Regions from separate parts of the Mus musculus genome. Here region 2 is linked to region 1. Evidence: chromatin contacts called from public Hi-C data. All regions are on one chromosome and are shown on one strand. The core of a region is the stretch at or near the end of the contact, and the rest is flanking DNA. Distances in the headings are between cores, read along the strand shown. Region 1 holds the start of Tbxas1 (thromboxane A synthase 1, platelet). Region 2 overlaps Tbxas1 (thromboxane A synthase 1, platelet).

The links. A called contact is a pair of places that touch in the nucleus more often than the background predicts.
Region 2: a contact with region 1 is called in a Hi-C map of the HPC-7 cell line, with 3 times the contacts expected there. The contact joins the enhancer-like site here to the promoter of Tbxas1 in region 1. A contact is called at or near these places in 1 of 39 promoter capture datasets (macrophages), 7 of 484 Hi-C or Micro-C datasets (ECoMG-derived neutrophils, the HPC-7 cell line, the N1E-115 cell line and 4 more), 10 of 115 datasets of contacts at active chromatin or transcription factors (the HPC-7 cell line, acute myeloid leukemia, bone marrow-derived macrophages and 5 more) and 3 of 9 other capture datasets (adipose tissue, liver and pancreatic islet).

Annotation. Positions count from the first base shown.
Region 1 is chr6:38,916,767-38,923,292 of GRCm38.p6, reverse strand. It overlaps Tbxas1 (thromboxane A synthase 1, platelet), which reads right to left and starts at 4,307. Exons shown (of 13, transcript NM_011539.3): 1 at 4,052-4,307. The coding sequence starts at 4,140.
Region 2 is chr6:38,970,998-38,977,378 of GRCm38.p6, reverse strand. The region is part of intron 3 of Tbxas1 (thromboxane A synthase 1, platelet); the gene reads right to left. Among named protein-coding and RNA genes, the nearest start is that of Gm52859, 8.2 kb to the right of the region's middle. Within about 2 kb of position 3,333, at least 80 of the 459 cell types and tissues checked have an H3K27ac peak or open chromatin away from gene starts, as enhancers often do. A contact at or near this core is called in ECoMG-derived neutrophils, the HPC-7 cell line, acute myeloid leukemia and 5 more, where this site is marked.

The sequences.
Region 1 (6,526 bases), core at 3,058-5,557:
AGAGAGCAATATAAGAAGTTGCCAATGTACACACACACACACACACATACACACACACAATTTATACAGTGTGCCAATTACCATGACATAGGCTTCATATCCTTGCCACTAATATAATGGTTGTCCCCAACTCCATCCCCAGTCCTAAGTTGAAGCAGCCCCGACTCTACCTATGCCCCAGATGACTCCACTCAATCAAGTATCATTTAAATGAACATTATTGAAAAATTGTACCAACTCAGTTTGGGGGAAATGATCAAAAATATCACACCTGGCTTATAGCAGTCTCTCTTGGATAAAGTGGATTTATTTTTGTCTTTCCTCCAAATCCACTCATATACTTAATAGTCATTTGCTTGTTATTACTACGGTCTCTGCTCTATAAGGTAAGTGGGGCAGTGAAAGGCATGCAGCTGATATCATTATAGAGGTAGGCACCACACTGCCTCACCTGGCACATGTGAGGTCTTCAGGAAGCAAGAGAGGCTCATGGCAAAAGGTGTGGATTTCACAGCCATGAAGTCTAACAGAAGGCCAAGGGAGAAAGGACTGGCAGAGACTCGGGGCCTTCTGCCAGCATTCATTAGACATCTATGTGGCAGGCATTGTGAGCAAAAGGAATGGGAATGAAGAGGCTGCTAAAAGCTTGGGGGGGGGGCTTCTCGGTGGCTTTGGAGGAAGAAAGGAAACACTCCAGCAAGATCACACCCCCAAGCTTAGTGTTGAAGGGAGGAGCAGAGGGACAGGTTTTCTAAGCAAGGAGATTGGCCCTGTGCAGCATGGGACACCCAGCACTTCGAGGTTTGGTGTGACCAATGCACAGGGTGTTGGGAGACACTGAGGAGATGGAGTGGAGAGGCCAAACTGGGAGTCTGGAGCTGATAAATAAGGACTTGTCAAATTGACGTCATGCAGCCAAACATTAGCAGTGTTTGCACGCCATAGCTCAAGCTTCTGGAATCACAATGAGAGAGATTCTGCACAGGGCCTTGAAGAATTCACGGACTTGAGGTGACAAGATCCAGGGTCCCTGGTGCTTTCTTCTACTCAGCAGTTAGACTCTCAGTTGCAGTCTCCCTGGAACACCTAAAGCAGGCCAGTTAGGCGTATCCCATGGACCACCTATGGTCAAGGATATCTGTGACTTCAGCCCAACAGAAAAACATTAAACTCACTTAAAACACGAGGGTTTTGTGTGTGTGTGTGTGTGTGTGTGTGTGTGTGTGTGTGTGGTTTTCTTTTGTAACAGAATTGCATAGTTCTCAACTGTGAACTTTATAGATGACGACATTTTGTGCCAGATACCAAAAGGCAAGCCACCCCCGGAAGACAGCCCAGTAGGACACTCTGATCATGGAGAGGGCCCGCGTCTTGCCTGATAAGCTGCGTAGCCGGGTGTTCCCAATCAGCTTTCCGCAGAGACTCTCTACAAACACTCTTGGATCTAAGATGACTGTGGTGGTCTCTCTATACCTCAGATTCATGGCCTTTGGCCCCCTCCACTAGAGACACAGCCCCTCCCACACAGGAGATGTAGCCTGAGGGTGGGAAGCCCTACCAAAGCCAAGCTGGGGCTGCTTCTAATGGCTGCCTAAGTCTTGCCTGGAATAGGAACATAAGGAGCCCAATCATGGCTGTTATTAAGCTGGATGGAGGCACACATATAAGGGTACCATGACTGCGGCCGCACTCACCGATGCTTCCTCCCCTTACCTTGGAAGGCACTGAGCTCATGCCTCACTCCACCCCCACCACAGCCATGTCTCCCCGTCCCTGGCTCATTTGATCCAAATCTCCTGTTCCCTGACCTTATACTCGGGCCTCCCACCGTGCTGGCACACATTAACAAGTCGATAAATATTTCTGTGATAACAAATGGAAGCTAACTGTTACTTCCTAGTCACCACCTGTGCTCCGAGCCTCTCTCTCCTCACTCGGTGTCTTTGAACCCAGTTATTAATAGGGTCTGGGAGTAGATTACACATGCACAGCTGCCTTGCCGGGTGGCATGTCCATGAGTCTCTGCGGAAAGCTGATTGGGAACACCCGGCTATGCAGCTTATCAGGCAAGACACGGGCCCTCTCCATGATCAGAGCAGTGGTAACGTGTGCGAGCCCACTCAGTGGCTCATCAAACATTTATTGAGGCCTTGCTAGACGTCAGGCGCAGAGCTGAGAGTTAAGAATTCAGAAATGAAAAAGACACAGAGAGGCAATGTAGAAATGCATATAAGGGGGTACTGATGCTGCAGGACCACCTGGAAGACTCGGGTGCCTAAGGCGTTGAACGTCACAGAACATAGGCTGATGAAGAGAAAGTAATATTGATAAGCATTTCTTTTCTTTCTTTCTTTTTTTCATTTTTTCCTCTCTCTCTCTCTCTCTCTCTCTCTCTCTCTCTCTCTCTCTCTCTCTCTCTCTCTCTCTCTCTCTGAGACAAGATCTTATATAGTCTGGGTTGGTTAAGAGTGATCTTGAACTTCTCATCTTCCTGCCCTTACCACGCATTCCCTCCTCCTCCCCGCCCCAGTTCTGGGATTACATACAGATTAATGTCACTAAACCCAGTGTGTATGGTACTAGGGATCCACCCCAGGGCTTCGTGCATGCAGGCAAGTTCTCTACCACCTGAGCTATAGCCCTAGCCCATAACCAGAACATTAATAAAAAGTGAGAAGACACATAAAGCAAACCACTGAAGATGGCTCGTTTTCAGTGTGGGGGTTTAAACCTAGGCCTTTGCACACACTACCCATGTGTTCGTCTTATCCCTCCCCACCCACAATCACGCTTTCCTCTGCTTTTAGTAGGAGAAAATTATAGTGGTAGACATCTATTATGCACCTACTGCATGCCACATACTTTGTTTTGGATTCCACAGAGACTGAGAACACATTGAAGTGGGTTGTTAGGGACGGGGGCAAGGGACTACCCTTTGCTCTTGTTTTCACACGTGGCTGGTTTCAATGCCAGATCAGCTATGCTGAGACAGAAAAGTTCAAAAAAATAACCAAACCAGTTAAAAACCAAAAGAGCACTGGGCCCGATGCTGGGCTTCAGAGCCAATTTCCAATAAGTCATATCATCATCAGAGAACATCAAACGCACATTCCACTTTCAGCTATGCAAATTCCAAAAGAATAATACCTCACATTTGCATAATGCTTGATGTTTTTCAAAGTGCCTTCCCAGCTATTAATCTACGGGTGGCTTTATTACCACTAGAAACATAAATTGAAACTCTCTTCCAGCTCTTCTTTTTTTTTTCCACTTTCCCCTCAAAACCCAGAGACAACCTAAATCCAAGTGTTTGGGAATCCATGGGTATCTCCAGGAAAGGTAAGGACCCCGCTGGGTAAACACAAATATAGCTCATTGTGAGGTCTGTCCTTCACAGTCACCATTGGGGCCAGCTTTTAAAACACAAGGTCTGTTGTTGAACTAACAAACACACAAAGAGCAACAGTGTATGTAGCACAAGTTTAAGATTCCTTCTGGGTCCCCAGCTTCATTGTCACCACACCTGGCTCTTAATTTGGCACCCATCCCCTTCTACCACATATTAGAAAATTGGGAAATTTATTCTACCACTTTGTCCTTAACCCTGCAGGCATCTCTGTCCCCAGTAAAGTTTGTTTGCCGAAGAGCTTCCATGTCTTTAACTTGATGTGAGCCAAGAGGCTGAATTCGTTGCAAACTCAACATGAAATGATTTCAAAAAACAAGGTGAGCAGGTACGTCAGGGTTGGAGAAAGCCCTTCTAGCCATCCCCGATGCCTTTCCAATCCGCTTCTTTTTCCATTTCTTTCAGACTTAATTGTGTGTAGCGTTCCCAGTCACAGAGTCTCCAGCATTTCCTGACACTTGAATCTCATGCATTTTAGCAAAAAATTAACCTGGCTGTTTGCTTTTAATTCCGAAGCCGTGTTAATACTCAACTCCCTCTAGATTAGACAAGAAGAAAAACACACGCCCGCATACCCCACCTGGCACCACAGGCTCCTGGGCTGACATTTGTAGTGTCGCAGTCCCTGTGGTTGGCCACACTTACCATTTCAGGAGGGCCAAGAGAGCCACGAGCAGAGTCACAGTCACTATGGTACCACTGACTTCAAACTTGAGAAGCCCCAACACTTCCATTTTTCCTCGGAGACCCCGGAGGGGTGGTCCTCAGGAGGAAAGAGGGTGCTGCTCTCCTGCCCTTATAGGAGTCCTGATCTGTATATAGGTGGTGGAGAAAGAAGTAGGTAGTCAGCTGAACATCCCATCAAGTGAGTCCCCCAAAAGTGCTCTTTCTTAGAGTGTGCCTTTCTTTATAAAGAGGAAGGAAGCAGAGGGAGAAACAAAGGGCTTCAGGGCAATGAATCAGCAACTTTATTTTCTTGATGACTGTGTTGTCAATAAACATTTATGTTAGCTTCCCCAGAAACAGGAGCAGACAGGCGGGCCTCATGGTCATCATGAAGCAAAATGGTTGTTAACCATTGACTGCTTCTCAAATACGCCGTCCTCAGAGAAAGACCTCCTGCAAGATTTGCCTCTCTACACCTTTGTCGATCTGTACTTCAGTGGTGACACAGGCCAGGGCACTCTGAATGTTCCATGGATTCTGGGGGCCAGGTGGACAGCATCATCTGCTTTGTAGCCAACCACCTCCCAGTGCATTGGTTATAGGATGCAAGCTCCTGACTGAGAGGAGAGGCATGCTCACAGTATTGGTGCAGACCACAGATCTTACCTCGGGTGAGCGCTCTCAGCATGAGTTGTTGGTTGTGTAAAAGCTCACTCGTAGTCGTGTGTGGGTTGACTGTTCTAGCTTCTGGTCTAATTTGATGAAAGACACTGGATGATTTTATTTGCTTATTCATCAGCGTGTTTCATCCTGAAGACAGATAAAAAGGTTGGGTGAGCAGGAAAACACCCACCATGACGTTATTCGGCCATTCATAGAGTGTATATGGGGTCAGCATCCGCCATACTCACAAATGATGCTGGCCCCCAACCCTGGAGAAGATTCTTTGCAGATGGATATACAGTCTACAAACGAAGGAATAATTACCAGTGCAGAACAGTGCTGTGAAGGTTCTCAAAACGGAGCTTCGGGGACAGCCTGTGGGATGGCCTGCTAGGAGGTATAGTGGGGAAGACTCTAGGGAGGAAAGCCATCACTGAGATTTGCCTGTGAGAAAGCAGTTTGTCCTGTAGAGAGCTGCAGGAGAAGCAGAAAGAGAGCATGGGTGGAGGCCTGGAGGTGGGAAAACCTTTCTGCGCTTTAAGTACTACGGTAAGACCCACGAGCCTTGTTCTTTTCCTCAACTACCCCCCCCCATCTTTCTTTCTCCTCTCTCAGAGTAGGCTTCTCCTCCACAGGGTCAGATAGTCTGCTCAAATTAAGGAGCTACCATGCAGAGTGACAGCTAGTGCTACTGGAGCAACGGCAGGTTTATGGCCATGCTCAGGGAAGGAACAACCTCAGATGTGACTGAATTCAGTGCACATGCCAGAGCAACACTGTGGAAAAAACAACATATATACTTGTGTATACACACACACACACACAGTGCTCCCTAAGGCGTCCAAGGTGAGATAAGTGTGAGAAAGGCTGGTCTAAACATTAATCAGTAAGTTTATTTACTGCAGCTCCATTCAGAGCTATGAAGTTGCTGATATGCCCTGGGAATGTTGAGTGGGATGTGGCCAGCAGCATAGCCCAAGTGCCTTTGACCACAGAATCCTCCTTCAGGGGCATTTATTAACACAGCTCGGATGGAGTACTCTAAGGAACTTGCTCTGAGAAATGTTGATCGTGGCAAAGTGTTATTTATAGAGAGGGAAACAGAACCCCAGAAAGGGAGAGGGACTAGAATAAGGTCACATAGTTTTGTCGTGGTATAAGCCAGGTCATCCATTCCGTCCTGAATGTGTCTGTTATATCACCCTATGGATGACGTACGCTCACCCCTGATGTGACCCCAGATGCTCATTGCCATTGTTATGGAATGCAAGTGGTCAGCCAGAGATACCCAGTTTTCTGAGGGGCTGCTCACACCCGAAGGATAACAATAAGTGTGGAGGTATCCCTAGGTGACGTGCGATCTGTAGAAACTGCAAATGCTATGGAGAGATGGTGTCCTGGTAGGTTTCTTTCAGCTTGACACAAACCAAAACATATTGGGGAAGAGGAATTCTTAATTTAAAAAAAAAATGTCTCCGAAGGACTGGCCTATAGGAAAACTGGTCTTGATTGGAGATTGATGTGGAAGGGCCCAGCTCACTGTGGGTGATGCTGGCCAGACACTCTTGGGTTCTATAAGAAAGCAGGCTGAACAAGCAAGCCATGGAGAACAAACCAGTATGCAACACTCTTCCATGATCTCTGCATCAGTTCCTGCCTCTGGTTCCTGGCTTGACGTCCCTGGATGATGGACTGCGCACTCCAAGATGAAATAAACCTTTCCTCCCCAAGTTTCTTTTGGCCATGGTACTTTATCACAGCAATAGAAAACTGAGACAGACAGCCACACCC
Region 2 (6,381 bases), core at 2,084-4,583, 55 kb before region 1:
GAATGTTTTCCTAGCTCATGAGGTCCTAGATCTAGTTCCTATCAAAATAAAACAAGCAAAACAACACACACACACACACACACACACACACACACACACACACACACACTGTTGATGAAAGAAATCTAAGAACCCATGTGTAAATGCAGAGACAAACGATGTTCATGGGTTGGAAAACACTATAAAGGTCCAATCCTCCTTAAACCACCTGCAGATGTGATGCCTTTCCTCCCGAATTAATGTAATTTCCTTACACGAATTAATGTAAGCAAAGACAAACTTACTCTCAAATTTGTATGGAAAGACAAAAGATTAAGAATAACTGATTTTTTTTTGAAGAAAGAAGCAAGAGAAATGAGTATACCAGCAACTTGACTATAGCAGTTGAAACTACAGTATTGGCAGAGAGAGAGACACACACACATACATACATATTCTATGCATACACACCCATATGTGCAATATAATTGCATAAAATCTGAATAATCCCTGTGCATGAACTGAGTTCCACCTGCTGGTTTTGATAGCTAGTTATAGTTTTACCTGCATGTGTTGTAGATCGCCAAGGTGTAAACTAGGAAAAAAAGACACTGGACCTCCCTGTGCATTTTTCTTGTTTATTTATTTGCAAATTCCCATGCATCTATAATTCTTTCAAACTTAAGATAATTTCTTACAAGTCATTCAGGAGCTTGATGAAGTTTAAAGACATTGCCCTGTTCCCAGCCAAGCCTGTTCTACCAAGCTTGGGTGGGCCCCAGAAACCTACAATAAATACTTGCTCTCAGATTCTGATGCAAGAACATGGGGCCACCCTCCCACAACAGCACTGAGAACCTTAGCAGCTGGCTAAAACCAAGAACGGAGCATTCAAAGAAAGATGGGCCCCACCCAGGCCTACCAGGCCCTAGTCTTGGGCAGGAGTGGGACCAGTCACCTCTTATTTTAACAAGCTCCCTGGGGATTCTGATGCCATGGACAATGAACAGACTGGGACCCCGCCCTGATCTATGAACAGAGGACAATGCCCATTTGTATTTCCCCAAATCCTTAGATGTAAAAGAAAACTAGTTAGACTCTGGGAGACACTCATATTTTGGCAAGATATTTGTATTGAGTTTCTTATGATCAAAATAATTTTGTACACCCTTTGAATTTTTTTTTAAAAAGCAAAATAATACTTGTATATTCTGGTGGAAGGAGCCGCCACGGGAGTCTTTCCATATTTTTCTAGTAATATTACTAATGCTAAAACCAATTTTGCAACAATTCCTTTAGAATTGCCTCAGAGCTGCTTTATGAACCTCGGGAGGAAACTGGCCCCATTTTACATGTAAATTGTGTAATCTTGTGAATTTATGCTTATAAAAATGCTCATCTGTAGTTTGAGGAGCTCCTGGCAAGATCTTAAATAGAGAAAAATGTATTTTACTTCCAGAGTTGCGGCCTTCCTTTCTGGAGTCTGGAATGGCTCTACCACATGAGTCTGCTTACCACTTCTCCTGGGGAAGCCGCCCTCCCACCCTACGGAGTTCAGAAATCTGCTCTCTGTGTTTTTTTTAGTATGCACTTTGGTTTAAATGTCTCCACAAAAACCTTCCCTGTATTTAATCTTCATCGGGAGGGATGCCTTCAGAGGTGTATACAGGCAGGCCCTTCAGGGGCTAATTAGACCACAAAGGCTAAGAATAGATGGGTTAATGGGTGACACTGAGAGCAGATCCGTTATAAAGGCCACTTTGGTACACCATCTCCAGGGTGAACTCTTTTCACCATGTGGTGTTTTGTATCATCTTAGGACTCTGCGTGGAATGTCCATGTGCATCTGGTCAGAGCCTCTCTGCCTCCAGTATTGTGAGTTGGAGAAACCTTTCTTCTTTATAACTCATTCAGTCTGAAGTGTTTGGTGATAGCAAAAGGAAACAGAATGAATGGTATGTATTTTCCTGCCCCCTGTTTCCTGCTCCCTGAGGTGGTGTGCTCAGCAGGTGGGAGCCATGCTCACCTGTCACCTGTTGTGGGGGACAGTTTTAGACACAAACTCTTCAGACTATGTTGCAGCTGAAACCTGGGAGTAAAATCTAGGTGATTATTATAATTCCCTATTGATTTAATCCTATCAATCCTATTAATTTAGAAGGAAATACGATTCTTGAAAGTGAAGCCAATAGGGTGCAAAGAAACGTCCCAAACCATGAAACTGGTCAGTGATGTGTGGCTAGGTTGTGGGTCTTCCTCAGAACCTTTGTGGTCACAGTCATTAGCACTGGTGCTTGCTTCCTGCCTGGCTCTGAGCCTCCTACACTAGTTCCACCACCACATTAAGTTTTGAAGAAAATGGAAGAGGAAGCCATCCTACTCACTTCTAGAACAGGAAACTAAGACTTGCCCAAGACAAGGACCGTCTGACCCTGCCTCAGAGGTGTCCGTCTCTCCAAGATGGCCAACCTTCCCTTTCTCCCCAGACTAGCCTGGTCTGTGAAATCCAGAGCAAGCAGGTGTGCAAAGGGGCCAGGCAGATTCCAGCCATATTGTCTGTATCGTTCCCCCCCCTCAGCTAACTGTGTCTTTTAAAGGTGCAGTTGGAGAACAGATTCTTGCTTAATGGACCAGAAACTCCTTTCCAGCCTAATGAAGGAGGTGAGGGCTCACTCCCCGCTAATCCAAGTTGCACGTTGACTACTATAGGGGCAAGAAATTCATAACCAATTATTCATTTATATTTATTTATGCACATAATAATGTGCTTATTCAACCCCAAAGCACCTGGTTGAAGAGAAAATGTAGGCGAACCAATGAAGTATTGTGCAGTTAAAAATAACACTTATTTGACTTGCTTAATTGGTGGTTTTCTTTTATTTTTCTCTTAAAACACACACACACACACAAAACCACCACTGACCAGTCTAACCAAAATAGCACTGGTGCCTTCTTTCTGGGAATCATGACAAGCAAGACTGTTAGCATTAGCCTGGGGGCTGCCTGGCCTTGTTCCAGAAGGCCTACCTCTGGTAGAGGTGACCAAACTATGGGGCTGTTCACGGGATAGCAGTGGGGACATGTCACTCAAAGTCATATGGAAAGGCCCAGGCTCCACAACTAGATGGAAGTGTGCCTTGTAAAAATAGCACTGTGGGCCTGTTAATAAATAACAGTCAACTCCAGCATTAATTAGTACATTCAAGAAGTGTTTATTGAGCACATACTCTGCCAGGCACCCAGCTGACAAATTCTTGCAAGTCTGGAGAAAAATATACTGGGTGTGTATCTGAAGCAGAGAATTGTGGCCACTTCCCCTTTTCTCAGTCGTTGTTTCTTTAATGTCTCAGGATTTTGAAGTGTGTTCGTGACTTTTTGGAAGAAGTAGGAAGTGGGGTGTTGCTGGGTTGGCCTACTGAGGCTGTCAGGGGTCAGGGCTGAGGTGACAGTGCTGTGTCTTTGGGCACTGGAGCCTTGGGGACTCAGATCCAGGCCTTGTTTGTAATTAATAGCTCTGCTACCTTGAACAAATCATGTCTACTTTGAGGTCATGGTGAAGGTCAGCAGGAAGTTGGTCAGCAATGAAGCTGCTATTAGTGTGGACAGTGAACGGTGATGGCCCCTGACTATGAGAAATGAACTTATGGGTGCCCATGAGGGGATGAGCAGGTTCCCGATAAAGGCCTGACACCCCCACATCAGCAGAAGGGATCTGAACATGTGCATGATTGACAGGACCTGCCATGCACCACTAGACACCAGGTATCTAACAAATCCATGCCTTGGCAACAGCCGCCTTACTTCCTAGCAGTAAAAGATGCTACACGGCAGTCGCTGTCAGGGCCTCCACCTCACCTTGGCCAGATACAGAAATATCAGGAAGCCCCACGGGAAAAGGTGGCCGTGTGCTCTGGCAATGAATGCGACTCACAAATTCCAAGAAGTCCAGAGAAAGTTAATGAGAGTTAGCTGCTCTTGGACATTTGGCTTAAGCAGCGACTCCTGGACTCACAGCTACCCTGGGTTAGCAGCTTCCCCTGGGTTAATGGCCCCTGGGCTAGCTGCTCCTCTTGGTATGGCAGCCCCTCAGTGCTAGAGAGAAGCTATAATTTCCATATTACAAGTGGAAGGTACTGGAATCACTTTCTAACCCTCATGCCAACTGTATTTGAGCTTTGCTGCTTTTACTTGCAGTGGCTCTCAGCAGGGTGGTGGGTGGTTGGGTGGGGGTGGGCATCTGTTTCTACAAGGCCAATTCCCACGAAGGCCAAACCTACCTTCAGGGGACAGAAGGTGAGTATGTCACTGCACTCTCTGTAAGCTCTGATGGGTTTCCATTATTTGAAACAAGTGCCAGTTCCTTGGCCTTTAACCAGAGCCCTTCTGTTTTCCTACCAAAGTTCATGGATTCCTTTACAGCATCTGGTGAGCCAAAAGAATTACTTACCACTCTTGTTCTCTGAGTTGCTAGGTCCAACAATAAGACTCATGTTCTAACAACATAGTTGTCAGTTAAAGGGACACCCTTTCTACTGACCCCCTGACTGTCTTCCTAGCTTGTGTAACTCCTCTCTGGGGCTAGCATACAGTCTTAGATCGAGAGGGACAAAGTGTCACTGTGGGGAGTTGGATGCATAGAATCCTCAAACCACCTTTGACCTCAAGCCAAGGCTTCTGCCAAAATATCATCTCAACCAGTTTCCATGCTGTGGAGATCCTGAGATGGGTTTCCCAGAGGTCTCCTCAGGGAATGGTCTGCCATCTACTGCAGAGACAGCTAGTGCTATTCCTTCAGCTATAGGAAGCATTGACACCTGAAAGCCAGCATCCACTGACAGTAGATGTGTCTGACCATTTTGTCCTGTCTGGAGAGGACCCTGACAGCTCCTGTCTTCCTCCCATCGCAGACAGGTAGGTATCCTCGCAGACATGCCATCCCCCAAGCCCGTCTCATCGTCAGTCAGGAGTACAGCCTGCAAGACCTGCTTTAAACAACTCCATAGCTTTGAGTAAAGACAATCACCAGCATCCTGAGCCTAGAAGCCAGGACTCTATTGTGTGATGAGCTGTGGACCATCTCTGTCTCCTTTAACAGCAGCTTTCTGCATCCTTCCCCACCGCTCCTGTCTTCAAGACTTTCCCTGATGGTTCTTACCAAGTAGAGTTCACCTTCCCTTTTGTTCCTTATGCTTCCCACAAGGCCACAGTCAAGTGCCAACTCCCCCCAAAAGCTTTAGTGCTCGCAGCCTGAACCCCATGTTCCATTCCTGCTCTGTTTTGGGAGTACTATCATTTCCTACCAAGATCTCTCATGCACCTTGGACAGTGTCTTAGTTAGGGTTCTATTGCTCTGAAGAGACACCACGACCAAGGTAACTCTTGTAAAGGAAAACATTCCACTGGGGCTGGCTTACAGTTTCAGAAGTTTAGACCACCCTCATCCTGGTGGGAAGCACGGCAACACACAGGCAGACATGGTGCTGGGGAAGGAACTGAGAGTTCTACATCTTGATCTGCAGGCAGCAGAAGAAGACTGCAAGCCACACTGGGAGTGGCTTGGACATATGAGACCTTAAAGCCTACTCCCACAGTGACATACTTCCTCCAGAAGGACATGTCACTCCCTATGGCCAAATATTTAAACACATGAGTGTGTGTGTGTGTGTGGGGGGGGTGCAATTCTATTCAGAACACAGGCAGTGTCTGTGTTTCCCTTCCAAACCAGATGATAACTTTCTTTGAGCAGAGACAGCAGTGAAACTCTGTTGAGGGGAGGAATGGTGGCCTCTGCCACCACTGTCATCTCAGTGCTACACACAGACAGGGACATCACTATTGAGCAGACAATTCTAAAGAAGGGCCAATGGGGAGCATTGTGGAGATAGGACAGCCATCCCTGCTATCTTTTATCACTGGAAGATCAGTGCACAAGCCTGAAGAGTCAAGGACACAAAGTGGGTGCCCGTCCCACTTTGAGCAAGGATGGTGAGCAGAGGGTTGGTGGCAGGGGGCATTGCTTTTGGATCTGTTTGGAGACACTGGGTAAACCCTTCAGAATCTAGGCCACTGTCTCTATGTCTGGTCAACATCCCAAGTGTTAGATTAAAGCAGGTTTTCACCCTTCTTGAGAACAGTCCTGCTGACTGCTAGGAATATGCATGTTGGTCGCTAGGTAGGTTTCTAAGCATTAGTGACAACAGGGAGGCTAATGGGGTCTGGAGTCTCATACGAAGCCATCCCAGAAAAGGTCAGAGAATCATGGATCCACCAGGGTAGGCCTCAAGAAGAGGAAACCTCATTATGGTTTGCCCTGTTCTTTCTCAAGCTCATGCCGCCTTCTACATGCTTTCCTAGCCACCCCCACCCCAACCACACCCACAGCAACATGGGTGGGGCTTGCTC